3 separate regions of the Mus musculus genome follow, and regions 2 and 3 are each linked to region 1. The links are chromatin contacts, called in public targeted proximity ligation maps. All regions are on one chromosome and are shown on one strand. The core of a region is the stretch at or near the end of the contact, and the rest is flanking DNA. Distances in the headings are between cores, read along the strand shown.

Evidence for each region.
Region 2: a contact with region 1 is called in a targeted proximity ligation map of embryonic stem cells, with 8 read pairs. A contact is called at or near these places in 4 of 39 promoter capture datasets (the 3T3-L1 cell line, the SN4741 cell line, erythroid cells and 1 more), 38 of 484 Hi-C or Micro-C datasets (CD4 T cells, CD8 T cells, the G1E-ER4 cell line and 27 more), 12 of 130 datasets of targeted methods (the 230-238 cell line, the NIH/3T3 cell line, bone marrow-derived macrophages and 7 more) and 2 of 9 other capture datasets (adipose tissue and liver).
Region 3: a contact with region 1 is called in a targeted proximity ligation map of the HPC-7 cell line, with 6 times the contacts expected there. A contact is called at or near these places in 1 of 39 promoter capture datasets (the HPC-7 cell line), 1 of 484 Hi-C or Micro-C datasets (nephron progenitors), 3 of 130 datasets of targeted methods (the HPC-7 cell line, embryonic stem cells and intestinal villus epithelium) and 2 of 9 other capture datasets (adipose tissue and pancreatic islet).

Annotation. Positions count from the first base shown.
Region 1 is chr19:28,988,547-28,992,057 of GRCm38.p6, forward strand. It overlaps Cdc37l1 (cell division cycle 37-like 1), which reads left to right and starts at 1,821. Exons shown (of 7, transcript NM_025950.4): 1 at 1,821-2,123. The coding sequence starts at 1,992.
Region 2 is chr19:29,062,522-29,065,607 of GRCm38.p6, forward strand. No RefSeq gene overlaps it. Among named protein-coding and RNA genes, the nearest start is that of Gm9895, 3.2 kb to the right of the region's middle.
Region 3 is chr19:28,913,511-28,916,659 of GRCm38.p6, forward strand. Slc1a1 (solute carrier family 1 (neuronal/epithelial high affinity glutamate transporter, system Xag), member 1) reads left to right here. Exons shown (of 12, transcript NM_009199.3): 12 at 1-450. Among named protein-coding and RNA genes, the nearest start is that of Plpp6, 49 kb to the right of the region's middle.

The DNA of each region.
Region 1 (3,511 bases), core at 571-3,070:
CACCAAAGTGATTATTACACTTCTTCTATCTCTTCCAAGATTTTTGTGAAAGTATCTTTTATTCTCCTGAATAATTGTCATCTCTGAGGCTTACTGCCATCTGTTAACCCAAACCTAGTCCTGGAAGCTTCTAGCCTCCACACAATCTAATCTAAGATGAGAATGTTTTCAGCCTCTGAGACTTGCTGCTGAGAAAGCTCACTCTTTCTAGTTCTTTCTGAGCAGTGGCTGGCTGGTTCAGGTCAGTTGTTCTGGCTCAAACACTTCTTCAAGCTAACTGACTCAATTTGACTTCTCTTTCAACCTCTGACTCTTTTGCTCTGCTGGGCCTCTAACTCTGGCAATATGCTCTAATTTTCTAGCTTGCTCTTTCTCTGCCCTGCTCCTTAAAACAAACAAACAAAAACAAAGCAAAACAAAACAAATAAACCATAACTTCTCACTTTACATAATCTAATTCTGTAATTTGGTTTCTTTAACCCAGTGAGTGCCCCTTCTGTGTAGCCCAGGTTGGTGGTGAACTTGAGAATCCTCATGTCTCAGCCTTTCCCAGGATTACAGACTTGTTCATTTCAGAGATATTTCCACATCAGCACGCTGAGATCTACTCTTCCATTGCTTCTACTTACTTATTTTTAGCTTTCTTTTACCACCCCAAAACTGTCTTTGTATTAGATTCCGCTGTAAAAATACTGTTGGGTATTTTCCTGATCATGAAAGAGCTGAACTGAAGCACATAGGCTTTTCATGTCATCCCTCTTCCTTAAATGTTACACAGCATGCTTAACAGCATTTTTCTCATCTATCGCTCGACCATTAGGATTAACGAGCCTTTAGCGTTTGCCAGTCAGGGCTAAGGCAGATGACTCAGTAGGTAAAAATGGTAGCTGAGCAAGCATGAGGACGGTAGTTCAAATACCCAACAAACCTGCACCTCTAATCCTAGCTCTAAATGGGCTGAGACAGAAGGCTTGGTGTCAGTTCTCTGAGCTCAGCGAGAAGAAACCTTGTCTCAAGGGAATGCTGTGAAAAATAACAGAGCAGGAGAACTGATGTGGTCCTCTGGCCTACCCTTGTGAACCTCACGCCCCCACACACCCCTACCTACAGTTTGCCAATCAATCAAAGCTTGAAAGACTGATAGTCTGTCGTCTTATCTGATTGCGAATAGACAACAAGCTAAATTGTTAAACGTGCGGGTTGTGAAGTTAGACTTTCCTAGTTCCTAGGTGTCTGTTTCCCTCTCCCTGGTCCTAGAAACTAAAATCAGGGCCTTGCCTGTGTTAGTTAAATGAGCACTCTACTGCCAGGGTACATTCCCAATCTTTGAGTTTTTCGCTTAAAATGTGTTCTCGGGCTATGGTGGGTCATTTTGTCTCAAAAAGAAAAGGGACAGTGAGTACTCGGATCTTCACGATTCTAAAAAGACACGAGGAACGGAAAGCCCTCTGATACGTCTACTACTTGTCTCAATTCTTTACAAATGTGCTTGCCCCAGTATTTTATTTTTAGTGTCCTCCTCCGCTGTAGCAGGGTTTGGAGAACAGTCTTGTCGCGGGTAATTTGAAGTTAAAGGAAAGTTGGCTGTGCTTTCTAAATCGGTCCCCCTCGACTCCGACTTAGATTGCTCTACACGAAGGAGCTTTTGAAATAGAAGAGGGACAAGTCAGAACACCCTTTGAACGCCCGGATCCGAACCTGCAGAAACCCTAGTTAGCTTTCCCGGACTTAAACTCCAGACTTTGCTTCTTCGTCCAGACGTGGCCACGCCCGGTCACGCCCCCGGAAATGACGTCCCGGCCGGCTACTTCTTCTTCCGCAGTCCGCCGGCGGCACAGTCCAGGCCTGCTCCGGGGGTGCATCGGCTTCGCCAGGGGCAGAGGGATTCTGGGTAACGACCGTGGCCGGCCGGGCGGCTGGCTCCGCCCAGCAGGTTCCACTCACGCCAGGGCCGTTGGCGCTGGCGGTTGCCGGGCCCGGACCAGTGGGACATGGAGCAGCCGTGGCCGCCACCGGGCCCCTGGAGCTTCCCGAGGACTGGCGGGGAAACCGAGGAGGAGAGTGACTTAGACGTGTCCCCCTCTTCGTCCCACTACTCTCCGGTACCGGACGGCGGCGCCCAGGTGAGAGCGGCCTGCGTTCTGCCGGGGGCGGGGGATGGGAAATGTCTGCGGGCATCGCGGGGGAGCCTGATGCCAAGCCACAGCTCTGGCAGCATCTTCCGCGAGAAAAGGAGGCGATCACGCGCGCATTCCCGACCTCCACGTCCACGCACACTTGTCCCTGCACCGGGGCTGGTTGCCCCTCACCTTTGCGAGAGGTTCCTCCTCCCCCTCTCTGCTGCTGTCTGCGTGGAGCTTTGGGGGCCGCTCAAGTGTATAACATTGACCCTTTGTCCTCTGGTGCGTGCTTTCATCCGAGCCTTTATTACGAGCTCCAGCTACTTTGTGCACAGTTGATAGGAACAGAGAGTGATTGTACTTCTAAAATAGTACACCGAGTCCTGACATAAACATCTCACGTGCTCTTTGCCGCGCTGACATCTCAGCAAATTCTGTAAGCCTTGCCTTTGACGCTGGCACACACCTCCGTTTCTATCATTGGTCCTTTACTGTATTCATAGTTTGATTCCGCGTCAGCCTCCGGTGAAAACATACAGCCACCGAATTGGCTTTCAGGCTTCTTCCCGAAGTTTCTGATACTACATGTGTTTTTCAACCCAGCTTTCTTGCCTCGGAAACTGTCAAGTGTTATATGCCAGTTATGGCTTTTATAGGGGTGCTGTGCTATGCTGCGAACATCACCTTCTCCCGACTTTTCACCTGGGTGTGTTTTGAACCAGATTTCAAAAGCATAGACTGAACACTAATCTTTTCAATGAAATTGATTGTAGGTGTCTGATTTCCAGGCGTTTTTGCAAAAATGTGGTCCAATATTATAATAGCTTTTCTTAAAGATGACTGGTTTAAATTGTCTGCCCGCAAGTCAGTCAGCTGAGTTGATTGGGCTCACCCACAGTATGCTGTTTCATAACCACAGACTATGGTCAGCCAACTAGTCATAGGGAAAGTAAGGCAAAATGAGAATTGATGGGTCAGTAGTCACCTAGTTACGGATCACTAGTATCATCTGTGTATACTTAGTATTGCAGAGGGAGAAAACGAAAAGTTGCTGGTGTCAATTTGGACAGGCAAGGGGAAACTGCCTCAATTTCAGTGCACTGTGGTTGACTCGAAGAAGTAATCCAAGAAACCCAACATTTTAAAACGATTTTACCTGTGCATTTGTTTAGGTGATGGGGTTTAAGAAGGCTTCTATTGCCTTCACTAAAGGAGATCTCCCAGGGTCATTTAGTTAGACAGTGCAGGGTCCCCACTAGAACTCATGACTCCCAGTCCGGTGTTCTTTTCAGGACGCTTCTGCACTGCCTATCCAGAGAAATACTATAGCATTTTATTTGGATGAGAAGGCTTTTAAATGGTGATAAAATTTACACAGTCATTACTTCTAA
Region 2 (3,086 bases), core at 195-2,694, 74 kb after region 1:
GCCCATCCCTGTGTCTGACCCAGGATGTATTCTTAACAGACCACCAGTTTCCACCAACCCAGAAGTTAGGATGTTAGCAGATCACATCTGGGACCTATAACAAAGGTTCCCTGCTTTGCTGTAGCCTGCCTAACTGTTGTCTCCACCAGTGTATTTGGTAACTGTCTTGACTTATGACTTTGTTCCATAATTAATACATCTCATGTGGCCCTTTGCAGTGGGATCTATCTTTCTGGTCTGCTTGGATCTGTGTTCCTGGGCTGTGGTCACCCACATTTGGCTCCAGAATAAACTATCCCATTTGAGGCAAGAACTGTGTTTTGTATCAACAGCAGAAGAACAGAGTGAGAAGTTTCTCCATGCCCCTTAGGGACAAAGAGTGGACATCCAGAAAAAGTCTGTTTTTGACTCCAAATAGCACCCACAGACATATATCTGTGGAGAAAGTTACACAGATATAAAAGGAATTCCAGGGGCTGGATCAGATCAGCTGTGGGCATGGTGTGATGTCATATAAAGAACGGGCTAGTCTGGGGCTCAGCAGGAAAGCCATGTTCATTCCCAGCAAAGCAAAACCAATACAAAACAAAAGGACTTAGAAGGCCAGGGGTCCGGCTCGGTGCATGAAGACGCTTGCTGACAGCAGTGATGACCTGGGTTCAACCCCCAGGACCCACGGGATAGAAGGATGCTGAGAAGGGGACCTATAGGACCTATACCTGTTTCTTATATTCAAAACCAAGTCAATCCAGGACATGAATGGGAGCCCAGGGCTCACCTGCAGCCATAGTTAAAAGCAGGGCAACAACATTCATATCATACTCACACCCCCATCTTACACTAGTAATCAAACCTAAGCCTTCAGTTGCCTACAACTGCTCTGGCTGTGGCTCCTCGTGCTACCTGCAGAAGTAGGGGAGTCCCAGGCCCCATTGCCTTTACAGATTTTTCGGCTTTTCTCTATATTTACTTTTTCCTCATGGATTTCCTGTTCCTCAGAATCACCTAGATGAGTCGTCTTTACCCTTCCTAATGTTGTGACCCTTTAATATAGTTCTTCATGCTGTGGTGATCTACGACCATATATATATATTTTTTGTGCTACTTTATAGCTGTAATTTTGCTACTATTATGAATGGCAATGTAAATATCTGTGTTTTCTGACGATTTTAGGCAACCCCTGTGAAATATCCCCAAAGGGGTCGCAACCCACAGGTTGAGAACTGCTGAGTCAGCCATTCTGTTTAAAAATACAGGTTCTCAGGACCTATTCTAGTCCATTAACTACAATCTTTTTAGAGGAGAGTCTAAAAGTCTGAACTTCATCTCAGGATGATTCCGGCTTGTGCCTAGTTTTAAGAAGTACGGCACTAGACAGGGCAGTGATGATATTCCTTTCACTGAGGACACAGCGCCTGGCACTTCACCAACACACCTGACTGCTTTCAGAATGAATAGGCGGAATGAGCTGCCCCGCCCCCACTCTACCCACGTGGCCGTGCCTGGCCAATGAACATTCAGTTGCTAAGATTCCACCTACCGGCAGGTGGCGCTGAGTCGACGTAAATGCCGTCCCAGGAAATGTTTTGCTGGAAATTCAAGCCTCAAAGGCAGCTCAATTGGATTATATTTTTACGTATTTACTTTGTCTGTAACTCTCACTTGTATGAGTAATTTGGTTTCTGATGGCGTGCTTTGAATGAGAGAAGCCAGGGAACGCAACCTGACAAGGCCTGGGAGGTAATGAAAGGACTGGATGGACACTCCTAATGGTCCTAGTTTTCATTCTCTATGAGCAAGCACTGTGTGTTATGAAATTACTCAAAGACACAAATGAGTCTGCCATTTCAGTAAGAGTGTAGCTAGCCTGTAATTTCTGTTAGTCATCTACTGTTTCCTTTATGGGTGTTTAATTGGACTAACCTTTTAAAACCATTTCCCTCACAAAGCTGTCTGAAGGGCTGTCTTGGCAGTCTTTTGAGACGTGGGAAGTCAGCCCACAGTTAAAGGCTGGGGCTCCGTAGCCAACGCCTCTTCCCCTTCCCCCAAAGGGCATCGGCGTGCAAGTGACTGATAGGGCTGGCCTGAACCAACAGCCAACTATCAGGCAAGACCATGGCCCCGGCTGAACTGGTTTCTTCTGCCAGCAGACCTTCAGCCAGGGGCCCTGAAGGAGGAACCATCCTGAGGTGCTTGCTGTCTTCCCAAGGCTCCAAGCCCAAAGCAGAGAGAATTGGGACTCGAAGGAGGAAGCAAGGAGTCTACAGCACAGACTCCTTGCACAAGAGGGCGTAATTCAAGGGAATCACACAGTTTAGGTCACACCATAGCATAGAGTTCCTGGGAAAGAAGAGAGGAGAGCAGGGAGGGGAGGGGTGGAAAGGGGAGGAGAGGGAGAGGGAGAAGGGAGGGGAGGGGAGGGGAGGGGAGGGGAGGGGAGGGGAGGGGAGGGAAAGGAGAATCTATTAAATTAAATGCTTTAAGGGCTCGGTGGTGGTGGTGCATGCCTTTAATCCCAGCCCTTGGGAAGCAGAGGCAAGTGGATCTCTGTGAGTTCAAGGCCATCCTGGTCTACAGAGTGAATTCCAGGACAGCCAAGACAACACAAAGAAACCTTGTCCCAAAAATAAACAAACAAACAAATACTGTGATGACTAATACCTTGTATGATAATTTTTTTAAAACAAATACTATAAAATAACAAAAGAACGGATACAATTTCTCATTTTCTTCCTTGAATAACCTGGTATACAGTTAGATAGGAGCCAAGCAAAACAGGCAACCAGAAGCCAGTGTGACCCAAACTGACTCGTAGGGGGGTGTCCTGTTTGGAGGTGTCTGGTATGAGCATAGGAGCCCAAGTGGCATGAAGACTGCATACAGATGTGTTTGAGTTAATGGGGGGCAGAGCTTCCCATTCCTGAAGAGCTAACATGCAACTCTAGGGAAAACTCTAGGGAAAGCTGCATGGGGTTGAGCTCAGAAGCATCAAGTCCACTGTGTGTGTGTGGAATAAATCTAGAGGAATGCCCGAGTCCTTACATGGTCATGTCCACATAGCCCCAGTTTTCTGCACTGGAAGGGAG
Region 3 (3,149 bases), core at 36-2,535, 76 kb before region 1:
TTCTTAACTTGGAGACAGGTTCATAACAGCCGTGTTTCTGTAGTGCCCTTAAGTCATCTTAAACCCGTGCTTTTATATTTAAGAAGCCAGAAATCGTGCCAAAGATAGCAGGAAGGTAACCGAATGCTCAGAGTTGGCCACGCCCACCTGAAAGCTACCGACTGACCGTCACGGTGACCCTTGACTCCGAACTTTGAAGTACAAATATCTGTATTCTTTATAGGAAGTAAATCTAAATCTAAATGAGGTTGAATGGATATTTTATTTAGGAGTGGATGGTTCTGTCCCCTTATCAGGTGGTTCTCCTTAGTGGCAGTGAATTGGCAGAGCCGTTCACAAGATCATTGGGGTCATCTTGTAACCAGCCACTTCACACACTGTGCTGTTAACTCAAGATGATATGTTCCACTTCCTTCTCAATAAACATCTCCCCCACTCTTTCTCCCCTTATCTTTCTGCCTCTCATCTGTTCTTTTATTTACCTGGGTAAGTGTGAGAAAGTGAGTTGTGGGCTGGTGCTAGAAGCAATCTGAGATCATTGGCTTTAAAACCAGAGAAGATGGGCTTGGAAATGTTTTGTCACCCGGAGAAAGAAAGGTCAGGACTTGAGGAAGACACACCAGTCCTTCTTGTTCACCAGTGAGGATTACAAGACGGAAAGGCTAGCCCGTTGTGGACAATTGGGCTCCTAGTGTGTGACTGAAACGGAAATAGGATTTGCTAGAAACTACTATTATGTGACTCAACCGAATCTCAATTGTGTGACCACCTGATAAGGGGACTTGGTTTGCTGAAGGACTACCAATTACAAGTGGCTGGCTTTGGATGCCCTTGAGAGAAAGGACATGCTCCCTACCTGAGCACCCCAGGTACCAGTCTTCAAAACAGGACTCGTGTGTAATAGATATCAGAGGAACAGACAATTTCTTGGCCCCACCGAGGAAAGGCAGCATTAAAGTGCCAGTTGCTTTCTGGCCACAGGAATCCAGGACGGAGTCTTGACTGCAATGCAGGGTAGAGACATTCCCAACAACACACCAATTTAGAACAAAGTTTGGAATAGCTGGTGGAACTGAGCAGAAGCCCACCCCACAAGCTTAGCCATCTCCCAAATGATATCCACAGAGAGTATTCTTATCAGTACCAACAGGTGACTTTAATTTTTTGTAGCTCTCTGGGTTATTAAAAACCCAGCTCTATTTTTAGAGTCACCACGGGAAATACTGTGACCTGGTGATCAGAAGAGGGGAGAAGAAGCAATAGTGGTTTTGATGGTGATTAAGAGCCTTCCCTCTGTGGCAGGAAGGAAGAGGTCCTGCACACCCTTGGCAGAGCACTAAGACGACATACATCTCTACTGGTATTCTGCATTTAGTAAATTCTCGGTAAGAAACCGCAGGAGACACACAGCTTGCGGGCACACAACTGCAGTACCTTCTTACCTTTGTATTCCTTTCCAGTAATATAAGACACGCCCACCATCTTCCTACCAGGCCCACCACCCCCCAAAAAAACCTGGCACAAAAGGTAAAGACTCTCCCAGGGTCACATAAGGAACAGCGGTGGGGACACTGTTCCCTTCACTGGGCACTGCCAGGCAGAAAAGGCCAGGGATGCTGGAAGTTCACTTTAATTCAAATCTAGGGTGGCCTGAACATTTTGAAACACTTAAGTGTCATTGAAGAGATCTACTTTGCAGCCTAATGCCTATCCTTAAAATATTGCATTGCAATGCTTAAAATTTTGCTTAGAAGGTCTTTAGCGTCTAATAAAGAAGGGAATGCGGGCTGGGCCGAGGTGATGGACATGGATGGCTCGGACTGTACAGGTGGTCACAATTACAGCTTCTTGTAGGACAAACATCTCAATAAGTGATTTAAAAACATGAGTATGATCCTTGCAACACCAAGTGTTGACCTGTGCTGGCATAGGCCTAAGTATTTTACATGTATATAATCCTATTTGTTCTTTTGAACACTCCTCCTACTGCCGTTTTCCAGACGAAGGAAATTGACCTTCCAAGGTTAAGAAACTTGCCCAAGTTCACCCAGCTAGGACACATACATGATTCTAAGTCTTTTCCTATGGTGCATGATAGCCTGCAGTGTCCTCCTTCAAGGTTGCTGGTGCTTTCTAATGTCACTGAATTTGCTACAACCAGATTTACTTAGACAAATTCGCTCTCCTCATTTCCCCATTGGGGCAGTAGGCAGTTTAAAATGTCAATGAACCTCCTTTCACCCAGTGGCTTGACCTCTCCCCTCTTTATGGCTGATTGATATCCTCAGTATCATATCCGTCTCCACCCAAGTCCCTTCTAACTATTTCAATCAGAGTCCACTTTTTCCAGAAGGGCTGTTAGAGGCAGATAGATCCCTCTCTCTCTCTCTCTCTCTCTCTCTCTCTCTCTCTCTCTCCTCTCTCCTCTCTCTCCCCCTTCTCTCACCTCTCCCCCCTCTCCCTCTTTTCCTCTCCCCATCCCCTGTGGTCTGCTCTCCACCTACACAGTTCTCCCAAGTCTCCATGGTAACCAGTGCCCCTGTTTGCAAAGCCCAAACAGTCCCCAGTCACCAGGATTCCATCCTCTGCTGCACTCAGCTCCTTTGGTTGGCCTATATTCTAGCCCCCTGTCCCTCTGTTTCCTGACACCTTCCCAAGTTGCCCTCCTGGTTTTTTTCTGCTTCAGCTAAATGCACATGGGCCCTTTGAATCCTGAGGGAGGAGTGAACAAGCTTTGTATCACTCTGTTCTATATGCACCCCACCAGAAAGCCATCCATTGCCAGATGAATCCCAAAAGAATATGGCCACACAGTGTCTCCTACCCTGACCACACAGGTAAACTCCAGATCCCATTCCCAACCTCTCCTGGGCTTTTAAACTAAACTGACTCCACATTAACCTCAGAATGTTTTCCAGAAGTCTCTCCTGAACTGAGTTTAATATTTCCAGAACATACCCATTACGTCCCCTTTATCTTAGGGTGGTAATGGTTCTGCCTGCCTCTGAATCCAGCAGATCTGAGTTGTAAGCATGTCGAGAGGTTGGTTCAATCATTTGAGTCCCTCTGCTATGCGTTTCAGTGAGGGAACCATGTTGACTCTGAAGTTGCTGCTGGATTTTGCTCTTTAGACCCGAGTGTTCCTGCAT